2 separate regions of the Danio rerio genome follow, and region 1 is linked to region 2. A link is a contact called in public HiChIP or PLAC-seq data. All regions are on one chromosome and are shown on one strand. Each heading gives the region's core, a stretch centred on a gene start, on an enhancer-like site or on the middle of the called end of the contact. The rest is flanking DNA. Distances are from core to core; before and after follow the strand shown.

The links. HiChIP or PLAC-seq counts read pairs in DNA pulled down with a chosen protein or histone mark.
Region 1: a contact with region 2 is called in an H3K4me3 HiChIP or PLAC-seq map of embryo, with 9 times the contacts expected there. The contact joins the promoter of adgrl3.1 here to the enhancer-like site in region 2. A contact is called at or near these places in 5 of 18 Hi-C or Micro-C datasets (caudal fin, embryo, hematopoietic stem cells and 1 more) and 2 of 4 datasets of contacts at active chromatin or transcription factors (caudal fin and embryo).

What each region holds. Positions count from the first base shown.
Region 1 is chr1:24,727,084-24,733,171 of GRCz12tu, reverse strand. adgrl3.1 (adhesion G protein-coupled receptor L3.1) reads left to right here and starts at 2,468. Exons shown (of 22, transcript XM_684028.11): 1 at 2,468-2,935. LOC141385568 (a long non-coding RNA gene) reads left to right here. Exons shown (of 3, transcript XR_012406192.1): 3 at 27-1,650.
Region 2 is chr1:24,476,847-24,482,942 of GRCz12tu, reverse strand. No RefSeq gene overlaps it. Among named protein-coding and RNA genes, the nearest start is that of smim18, 35 kb to the right of the region's middle. Within about 2 kb of position 3,697, at least 4 of the 62 cell types and tissues checked have an H3K27ac peak or open chromatin away from gene starts, as enhancers often do.

The sequences.
Region 1 (6,088 bases), core at 1,219-3,718, 250 kb before region 2:
TTTTTCTTTTGTATCATGACTTATAGGTGCTTATTTGGTGAGTGAGATGATGCAACTCCATATTTCCTGCCTCATGCGAAAGCCTTGTCATGCAGCACGTGTATACGCCTACATCGTTACCAAAGCAACATGCAGGTTGGTTATATGTGTGAACACACAAATATGACCCAAACACTTGCAATTAATAGTGTGGATAGTCTCATTGACATGATATGTTTTTGAGAAAAAATTGGTTTCTCTGCATGCAGTCTGAGCATAGCTTCACTTTTGTGCTATTCACATGTTCATCGCAGTTCCCTGCTGGATTCATTCCTTATTTGTTGTCATGGTTACTGATTGCTTTGTGCACCCGCTTCTTGTTCAGTTAATTTTTCTCTTACAAATGTACGCCCTATTGTACTTCTACTCATTGTCCAGTATTTTGTTTTTGTTGTTTAGACTATTGTTTTTCATGTTTGATTACCATCTTTATTTTTAATAGTAAATTATTGACCCTTCTACCTACATTGGCAATACAATAATTAAACTTTACTTAATTTATCTTTTGAAAGCTTTTCCATTCAGACTTTAAGTAAACCTAAATGTTTGTTGAGTATTTTCTTGTCATTTGAAGTTGTTTACCTCAAGTAGACCTACATTTGTATTTTATTGAAATGTGTAGAGAAAATAAATACTGAGTGTCATAAAATAAAAGACACTCTACCTTAGAACAAAAGCAATGTTAAAACTGTAAATACAGCTGGAAAGCAATGAAAAATCAAAGGTGTGCGATGGAAAAGTTAAATAAGTTTTACTTTGATATTTACTATAGTAATTTGAAAACAATTCCAAACAAAATCTCCAGGATTAATGCCTACAAACATGAATTTAGTAGGGTGAATTCGGGTAATCTTGGACACTTTATTGCAATTTTGACTTCAGCTCTCTAATTTCAATGTCTTTCTAACTAATTAGAACAACATATTAGATATTTATGAAATCACTAAGATGTTTTCTAACCACCTAAGAAAACATGTAGATGTTGTACAGAGAATAGCCATGCCACACTTATTAGTATTTAAAAATACTAATAGGTATTAACTGCCTGAATTTGATAACCTGGGACAGGTCACTTCATGATCTGGGACATACAGTTGAAGTCAGAATTAGTAGCCTGCTTTTATTCTAGCCAAATTGTTTGTTTTATACAAATAAAAATGATCAGAAATACTGTGACATTTTATTTGCCATGTTAAACATAATTTGGGAAATATATAAAAAAATAATAATAATAAAAAGGGGGGCTAATAATTCTGACTTCAATTGTATGTATTTATGCTGAAAAAGTAAATATTTGCCATATTTATGCATGCCAAACACAATTTTACCAATTTTTAAAAAGTAAGAGAGAGAAAGAGAGAGTGTGTGTGTGAGTAACTGGTAACTAATTATTTTTTTCTTCCTCGTTCTAACAATGCAGAAATTAAAATTGTTTTTAAATACTTATCATATGTTTATAAAAATATAAAGTAATTTAGTATTTTATAGTATTGTTTTATTTAAAAGACTTTGTGTTTCTTTAATGCAACAACGCTGTTGCAATCACGTGTCATTAATAGAAATACGTAAATTAAAAATTGTAAAAGGATAAATTAAATTCTGTAAATATTCATTCATTCATTTTCTTTTTGGCTTAGTCCCTTTATTAATCTGGGGTCACCACAGCGGAATGAACACACTTATCCAGCACGTTTTTACGCAGCAGATGCCCTTCCAGCTGCAACCCTGGGACATCACTGGGAAACATCCATTTACTCTCATTCATACTCATATGGACAATTTAGGCTACCCAATTACCCTGTACCACATGTCTTTGAACTTGTGAGGGTAAACTCCACACAGAAATGCCACCTGACTCAGCCGAGGCTCGAACCAGCAACCTTCTTGCTGTTAGGTGACAGCACTACCTACTGCGCCACCACGTCACTCCTCTGTAAATATTACAGAGTCTTACTGATCTCACTAATATTACTAATCTAATTTTAGGATATTATCTTTATTACTAATTAACTTATTTTCTGCTATGTTTAAATTATAGCTCTGCCTTCTCAACTATGTTACCATGATTTTACACATTTAAACTGAATTTTTGTAGAACTAGTATAATTAAAAATCATTTCAATTGAACACATTTTAGTGTAATAATAACCTCAGTTAAGTTTTGTCAACCCTGATTATATAATATTCAAAATTACAGTTTAACACGCGAAGTCTTAAAATTTAGATTTGAAGTTTCAAAGTGGAAAAGGCTCAAGTGTTACAATTTCTCTGAATGACCCCGCAGGTGATGGGAAGGTCGACCCTTTACTGCTGTGCGCGCACTCGGCCACCAGAGCGTGCTCAAGCCTTCCTGTCACCACAAGCTCCTGATTCACCGCCCCTCTCTTATTCTCCTTTTCTTTCTCTTTCCCTCCCACCCTCCATCCTTGAATCAAGCATCACTTTGCTTCCAAATTGGCTTGTCATTTTCTCTCGGCGCTCGTTCGCTAGCTGTCGGGTCGCATGGACGATCTAGCGATGGACTGGCGCTGATCTCGTGGATTGTGCCATCGCTGGAGCCACTCTGCGCATTTTCCTCTTATTCCAAAAAAAAAAAAAAAAAAAAACACTGGTCGGGATACAGCACGGGATACGATCCCCCGTGTCCACCATAGATCTACTGGGTTTGGGGGACGAAGGATACTCGATATATATTCAGTTCTTTGATCGAGGGTCCTCGGGAGGCTTGAAGCCTCAGAACGGCGCATCTGGAGGAGAAGCTCAAAACATCATCTGCGTGTTTTATTCACACACGGACACACTGTCAAGGGAATTAAGGAGCATTCCGAGATCACACAGCCCGATGCTGCTCAGCACATCCATAGCTGACTCCTTTTCCAGTGCTTTATAAGATGCGGTGAGTCAATGCTTTTAAACAAGGTGACGTTATTTCTTACGGGCCAATAAATCAATAACCGATGGACGTGTGAATGGAAGCGCCAGTGAGATGCTGTAGCTAGTTGGCGCTTTCCGAACTCTCCACATCCAACAGCTGAAATATTCGGTGTGTGTGTGTGGCATCGGACACAGGATGCTTTTTGCCGTGTGTCGTGCGTGGTGTTTTAATGGGCGTCGGTGCGCGCGCGCGTGTTTGAGTGTACAAGTCGCTGCCTTCAGCTCTTGCCGTAGCGAAACCATAGCTTTCATTTGTTTATAACCGCCAGGATCGAGCCAGGCAGCGTGAGGCAAATAACGCTATATTGATGGCCTGCATTCCCTTAGCTTTTACATAAAGAGAAGACTGTCAACGCATCGCTCGACTTAGTTTTTCTATGTGTGTATGTATGAGTGTGTGTGTGTGTGTGTATAAACAAAAGATGCGTTAGTATAAATCAGGAAGAAAAAGAGGAAAGCATCTTCAAAATAAACAGCCACTCTGATAGCCTTGAGAACATCCACAGCGTTTCATGCAACCAAACACCGTCAGATCAGTACAGAGATCATATGACCTTGATTCATTGACTAATAAAGACACAACTGCCATTCATGTCACCCTGATGTCATGAAAATTGCAGTACGTGCTGGATCATCATATATAGCGCATAACCAATCATGCAGGATTATTTGTCATTTGTCAACAGAGATAATTTAAAGGCTAAGTAGTCAGCTCAGTTATAGATTTTAATTGATTGTTTACCTCGTGTAGATGACCCATTTAAAAAAAAAGGAAAAGACCTTAGTGTCTGCGTTCCAGTGATTGCAGTGAATTCACATCACATCTTGTGTGCAATACAAATAGACAGAGACAGGAAGAACGGACAGATTGCCTAACAGCCAAGTTCATCCAGGTCAGATCAAAAATCAAAGGCCTTTGAAGTCACAACCGAAAATATCAGAACTATTTTGGTGAAAGGATTGTGGATATATTCTGCTCAGTGCAAGATAACTGCTCTGTGATATAACATTAGGGGTTTGATTTCAGTCTTGGCCCCTAGTCAAACTCAGAATAATTGTTAGGTCTCTTTGTGTTCTCTCAACGGATAAATTATGAGCAGACGGAAGTAGAAGCATCTACATTAAGCAATAAGAGACACATTAAAGGTATGGTTTACCAAATATAAGACACAACTCTGTCATTGTTTGCCTAGCCTCATGTTATTTCAAACCTGTTTGACTTTCTTTCTTTAGTGCTACACCAAAGGAGATGTTAGGCAAGACGACTGCTTCAGTTCGCTTTCATTTTACAGTAAAAAGACGCAACGAAGGTGAATGACAACTCAAGCTGTCAGTCACAAACATGTGCGACAACATCTCTTTTTGTCCTCTTCAGAGGAAATAACCTTAAACAGTTTTGGAACAAGATGAGAATGAGTAAACAATGACAAAATTTAGAGTTTAGGTGTATGGTTTGGCAATATTTTTTACTAAATAATGTGATGGCACTTGCAGCCTTGCAACATCATGACATCATGAGAGGGGTAATTTTTGCATTTCTTTGCTAAATGAACACTTTTAGATCTTTGTGAGTTTCTGTTTTCCATCAAGATGTTTGCTCGGTTTCCTTGTTTTGTCAGTGGGTGGTGTGCTGAATTTCACACACAAGGGTGGAGTTGTATTTTTCAGATTGGGTTTTCTGGTTTTGTCTTTTTGCTTTGATGGGGTGTTTTGTATTTCCACCCCTAGTGTCTTAAAGCTGACTTGGGAAATGTCCGCACCCCTAACACCACTAAACAGAGCAGCAAAATATAAATGAAAATGATTTCAAATAGATTTTAGGAGCACACATAACTCAGGCCAACAAATAATGTAAATCTTGTATATATATATATATATATATATATATATATATATATATATATATATATATATATATATATATATATATATATATATATATATATATATATATATTCTTTTTCTGTGCTTTTTGGCAACTCTTAATGTGTTTAACTATCAACATGGTTTGTAGTTTTTTACGCTGGATTGCAGCAAAACCTTGCCCACCTTTTTTTTAAATGAAGTGCCAAACACTATTTGGACTATACTTATTCGCAATGTAGATGTAACTGGATGTTGAATAAATATATATTTTGTCTTTCAAAAAACACAGTGTTTAAAATTATTCATGTATTACTTTGAAAAGCTGAGAACAGTGTCTCTTGCTGAGAGTGTGATCTCTTGCCATCACATCAAAGCCAGTTCTGTCTTAAACAGCCATTGCATAGCACTTTCTCTTTTATATTATAAGATTTGAATAGGGCTCCACAATATAGTTTCAACATTGATATTGCAGTGTGAACATTCGCAATAGTCACATTGCAGGATATGCAATGTTGAATCTAGATTATAATTTATTATTTGCATGTGTTTTTGAGGCCTGTGCCTGCACTCAAAAAAATGATGTTTGCAGTATGTTCAAATGACTTATTTAAAATGAGTTGATACAACACAATTATTAAGATTTGTTTTGGGATAACTAAATTATTTTATGTTCAATCCACTTAAACTTGTTAAAATGAATAATTTAACTTAATTCCTTCATATTGTTCAAACACAAATCGATTGTGTGGAACCCAGCATTTTTTACAGTGAATGAAAATTTTAAAAGCATTCAGTTCTAAGTAACTGCACTGTTGATAACATTTATAACAATGCATTTTATTGAAAAATTAATAAAACAAAGACTATGTAGTATTATTTTACATTTGATTATTCATTTGCTGTAAACCTGAATGCCCTAAACTTAAATAGACTCTATTGACACTGTTTGTTTTATTAATATTATCTATGCCTGTAGACTTAGGCTGGGCAATATGGCAAAAATGCAATCTCGATTATTATTATTATTCATATTGAGCAATAACAATATATATTTCGATATAAGTGGTTAATGCTTCCAGGTTTCAGAATACCCCAACAATGACTGAAGCCACAAAAAATAGAGGGTCCATTAAATGGCATAACATATTTTTGGCTGATAAGTTTTCTAATCTGATAAATCTAATATTAATCTGATTAATGTCTCTAATATCAACACACATTTAGATTCCCATTGATGCACATTTTTGCT
Region 2 (6,096 bases), core at 2,448-4,947:
TATTAGATAAAAGAAAAAACTGCACATAAACTATGATAGAAACACATTCTAAAATTCTGAGGTTCAAGTCATTTAAAAATAAGACCTAAAACTGATCAAATCTTTGCTGCCAGCCTATCAGTAAGTGATGATTATTGTCCTTTTTGACTCTCTAGATGGAATTGGTCGTTTCAAGAGTTCACAAGATAATGCTTGACGATGTTAGCATGTTTTGGCATGCTGTCCTGGGAGAGAACCCTGAGCTCGGAGATAGATGAGCCCAAAGCTCCCGCCTGGTCAATGAAAATTAAAAGGAATACAAGATCAGGAAGTTTTAGAGAGCTCCCCCCGATTCGTTTGCGCTATTACTTGATTAATTAAGATAACTCTATAGGAATGGACTCCCAACTACGCCAGTGCATACACACTAAGTAATTGTGACTGTTTTTATTTAATTCACTTGTGTCACATGTTTTTATACTGTGGGACAAAAATGCAAGAACCCAGGAAAACCCACATGAACATTGGCAGAACATGTAAACTGCACAGAAAATGGCGACTGGCTCAGTTAGGACTTAAACCAGGCACATCCTGATTTTGCCAAGTGCCAGTTGCCCTGAGACCAACATTTTTTATGATGACCCAGGGACAACTCCATCAGCCAATCAAACATCATGACGTCATTATTATGTGCTGCCTGCAAAACTCGCAAAAATTCATCAAAAAAAAAAGAAAAACACACCTGTATTTTACCAGTGAAGAAAACAAGTGAAAAGGTAAGATCACAAGTTTTTTTCCTTTCAATTTACAGAATGATATACACTTGGCAAAATCAGGACGTGCTTGAACCAGTGATCTCTGCAGCAGTGCTAGCCACTGAGCCGCCGTGTTGCACGATCATAGAATTGAGGAGGAGGGAGAGGGAATGGATGGATGAATGGATGGATGGATAAATGGAGGAGGGGGTCTTCCTAAACATTGAACATTTATCTTAAATTTGAAATAATCCAATTAGCTAGATAATGATTAGTGATAGGGGCCATCTGCAGTGAATCATATCATGTGCTACTTTCAAATTTAGTTTAAACTTTACTTATTTGCTATTGATTTATGCAATATTCCAGGTTAATTTTCATAACTACTAACTTTGAAAGTTTTGGTGAGCCGTTGTAAAGTGACTGCAATTCTTTGACAGCAGGTTGTCCAGCTGAAGGCCAAAATAATTAATCTCGTCACCATAGCAAAAGCAGTTGGGCATTAAAAATCTGTGATTTCTCTAGAATTTTGCATCTTTACATTATCATTATCTTACTGATGTCCTCCAAAAAGGCTGAGTTCCCACAAAAGACAAATATAGAGGACAATGCAGAAAATCTCATTGAACAATCAGGGGTGCATTTACATAACCTCATGAACTACCATAGTGTGATGCATCATTTGGAGAATAACAATGGAAAGGAAATTTGGAGAGTCAGAATTTGGCTCCACATCAGATCAGTATATGCCCACCTTAGACTTTGGACTTAGACTAAAACCCTGCAGTGACCAAACATTCAATCAAAATGCTGGGCTTACCTTTGCTGAGAAGCATGTTGTGTGGACCAAGAACTGGCCCAACATTCAATTTAGTTACTGTATGAATGCAAGCTTAATTTATTTAGCTCCAATAAAAAAATAATATGTTCTTCATAAAGCTGGACTGGACTATAAAGTGAGTAAAGAAGTCAGTGAAAGGTGGGGAAGTTTTGATGTTTTCTGCCGCAGGAGTTTGGCCTCTTGCAGTATTCACACAGGGTGACTGTGTTGATGCTTCTCTTTTACTTTGAATCGGTGAAGTCACACAGATGTGATGAAGTCAACTCAAGGTCATTTCCTAATATTTAACTGCAATAACCTTCAGAACCCCTACTACACTCCTCTTTTAGGATAACTTCAAATGTGACCCTGAAATTTAAAAAATGTAGGATGTGACTGTTTTTTCGAATGGACATTGACCAGATTGGTATTGTTTGCTGATTGCTGTGATTTGATGTTAGTAACAGGTTGCTGGAGGAATGATTAGCCCTCGCACTGGCGCACGTCATCAGAGAAGATGTTGAAACAGGGAGGAGGGGTGTTAATGTTGTTGATCAAAGACTGTGAAAGCATATAAATAATAAAAAAAAGATGTGCACAGATAAATCTTTTATAATAAACACTGCAGAATGAAAATAAAAACTGTAGATTTTGAGTTTATGTCTTTGAATTAAGAACAGGAACCATGTATTAAGAACGTAAACGGGGTCAATTGATTTCATGCCAAAAGTACAAGGCATCATACCATGTTGGTAACCATACAAAGTAAGGGCTATTTATAAAACCTTACCCAAACCTTCACAAGCATCTGTTTCCTGGTTTCCACTGAAAATAGCCTGAGTGGGTATTACATCTGCAAAGCAGTGCTTGTGCGTCCTGCCGTCAGGTCAAGTGTATTGAGTTTGTCACCAACACAATAGTTCCTAATCAGAGCATTGAGAGGTTCAGAATGACAGAAAATGCTATATAAAATTGTGTCTGGTAAGGAAAACATTAAGCAACATCTGCAGGTGTGTGTGTGTGTGAGTGTTTTAGGACCCTCTAGCATTCCCACGGCATATGTTCTGCTGCAGTTTGACAGTGAAACACTGAGACTGAGAACAGGCATTTTCTGAATATATGTAAAGACGCTGCTCGTCTATTCAAACTCTCTCCCATGTGCATCTAAAAGCGTATGTTATGAAATGGAAGAGGCATAGATAAACACAGCGGGGCAGCCGTGGGTCAGAGTATTTGCCTCTCATGGCATCTTTTTCAGAAAGGTCACATGTGTCCGGGTGGACTTCCTGCTGCTAAGAGATCTTCATAATGAATCTGGATTAGACAGGGTCTGGGGATCTCAAAACACTTGGGATGCCACGGTTCTTATTTTTAAAGAACTTCAAATTGTTTGCTTCTCAGCGGATTTTTTTTAAAACAACTATTTAGAGAAGAAAGCACAAACATATCACATTTATGAAACTCTTTCACTAGCATGATGAAACCAAGGTTTATCAGAAACGGAATATTTATGTGTTTTATATTAATATTTATACATTTTCCATGCTTGTCAGTACAGTCAATTGAACATCAAACACTGGTTTTGGTTTCATTTTTTTTTTTTTTTTTATATTTCTTTATTTCTTTACACTACTAGTCAAAAATGTTGGTAAATACTTGAATATTTTTGTGGAGGAAAAAACACATAGCTTTTCTAAGTATTGCACACAGAGATGCCCTGAATCTGATAAGCAAAGTAGCACAGAAACCAGTTCAATAATCATTTGACTCCAGCAAGCTAATCCCGTTTTGATGAGTTTACTATTGACTGTTAGTATTTTCACGCATTTGTAGCAAACGCATACATCAACGCTGCCACCAAGTGGACGCAAAATTCAGTGCAGCTGCAGGCAAACTTCAACCCATTTAAACATTAGGCATTTATGTGGAGGAATCGACTCTTTTGTATTACATTCCTTTAGTTCTTAATCAGTTTTATATTGTTAAAGGTCTGTTTAACCCTTGCACTGTATTGGTGGTAAAGCAAAGCATCCGGACGTAATCACTCACCAAACATTTCCACTGCTTCCTGTAATGAGATGAATTATTAGTCCATTATGGCTAACAACCTATTCTTAAGCAGGAAGGAACATACACACATGTGAAGCTTATCAGCAGAGAGAATAGAGCTACCTCTGTGTTTTGAAAAGGTCAAGTTGTGTGTGTTAAATGTTGAGGAAACACCGGGTGTCAAAATGAAGCCAGTTTACTCTTTTGTTAAGACAAAGGCAAATGCTCTGAATAAATATGTTGCGCAATCCCACATTCTGTATGACTTATATTCAGATTTTTCTTAACGTTAAAGATATGTTATCTAAAATCAAGCTGTTTTGAATTGTTTTAAAAGTTTGCATACAAATAACAATGTTGTCATGATCCATTTTACACATATCTGAAAAATATATATATATATTTAAAAAAAAATTATGAAAAAACACTGCATTATGGATGCCAGGTCAGTAGTTGCAGATTGAGTTGTCAAGTAGGCCTAATTATGCATCAATTCAATTCATCTTTATTTCTATAGGGCTTTTACAATGTAGATTGTGTCAAGCAGCTTACTCATAGTAAATTGACACAGTGTCAGTCCAGTTTTCAGAGTTGAAGTTCAGTTTAGTTCAGTTCAGTTTAGGGTGGTTTAATTTTCACTGCTAAAAGTCCAAGCACTGAAGAGCAAATCCATTGATGCGCAGCTCCACAAGTCCCGAACCATGCAAGCCAGTAGCAACAGCGGCAAGGAAAAAACAATTGGTGAAAGTGAAGAATAAAAAAACTTGAGAGAAACCAGACTGAGTTGGGCACCACCATTTCTTCTCTGGCCAAACTTTTTGTGCAGAGCTGCAGTCTAACAGTCTTCTTGTGCAGAGCTGCAGTCTAACATAAACACATAAAATGCATGTGAAGACAACAATTCACCACATCATGTATAGAGGCCAACTGAAAAGTTGACTTCAATACCATTTTCAAAGTACACACACACACACACACACACATATATATATATATATATATATATATATATATATATATATATATATATATATATATATATATATATATATATATATATATATATATATACAATAAGTACTAACAGCAATCATAGCTGTTTCAAAGGGAATTTTTATACCATTTTTAGCACTACTATTAGCATTATGCTATGTTTACTAAGAGCAAATAGCGATATATTCTCTAAAGTTCATCCAAAAATGAACGTCCTGTCATCATTTACTCATCTTTCATATGATATTCAAAACCTATTTCAGTTTCCTTCTAAGTTGATGGATCCCAGCAACCAGCATTCTATAAAACATCTTCTTTTGTGTTCAACAGAAGATAGAACCTCAAAGGCCAGCAAAATCTGACCTGCAAAATCGCATCACTTTACTGCGTGACACCAATCAAAGATCAAAACATGACCTCTCTGGAAAGAAATTTAAAACATGGACCAATCGCTTGCTTTTTTTCTATGTCTAATCATCTTGTTTAATCCCGCCCCTTTTCACAGTGATGTATAACAGAATTTTGCACGCACCAGATGTAGTGTAACAGCAGCATAAATAAAATTTGAAGGAGCACTTGGTAATTAAAGATGTTTGTTTGATCAAGGTTGCAGCTGAACTCTGCAGGAAGGTTCATATCCAGGAAGATGATTGGACAACCCTGCTCTAGAGTAAAGCCAGTAGACAAAGTAGCCAAAGCACACATAGTCTAGTACACTAGTATTACGCTTTTCAGCAAGGTAGCCAAGGAACACATAGATCCTGTTATAAAACAGGGGGTCCCATGCAAAAAATAAAGAAAAACGAATATATAAACAATCAAGATTTCATTGATTTGTTTTGCATTAATATTCTTCTGTTATATTCTCTGACAGCAAGTTTTAGAATATACGGGCAGTAGTAAGTGTTTATGCTTAGATTGTAACACACCTACAATTTTCTTTGTAATAGATATCTGCACCCAATCGTCTGCACCCAAACATTAGCCTATTTTATTTCTTTGTTTTAAGCATGGTTTTAAATCATTCAAATGCAGTGTTATTAGAGATAATGTGCATATCATAAATGTTATATAAAATGTTTATATTCCAAAATTTGTAGCTTTGCCAAGATTAGCATATATATATTTTTTTAAATATCCTCCTTTTAAAATAATACTTACTTTAACAGAATAATTGCTGTTGCCATAAATGCAACACAAACTATTAGGCTGTTTTCGATTAGAACGCAAAGAATGGAGTTGCTTTCTCATGGAGAAGAGTCTTGTCCAGTTACATTGGAAGAGCAAAATCTGAAGAATGCAGGAACACATAACCATATATATCCTTGTAAGAATAGAGATGCTTGCCACATCCTCTTTAAGAAGAACCCCAACATATTTATCAACAGTCGTTAAGCACCCTAATTAAATATACACAGTTGAAGTCAGAACTATTAGCCCGCCTTTGAATTTTTTTTTTCTTTTTTTAAATATTCCCAAACAATGTTTAACAGGGCAAGG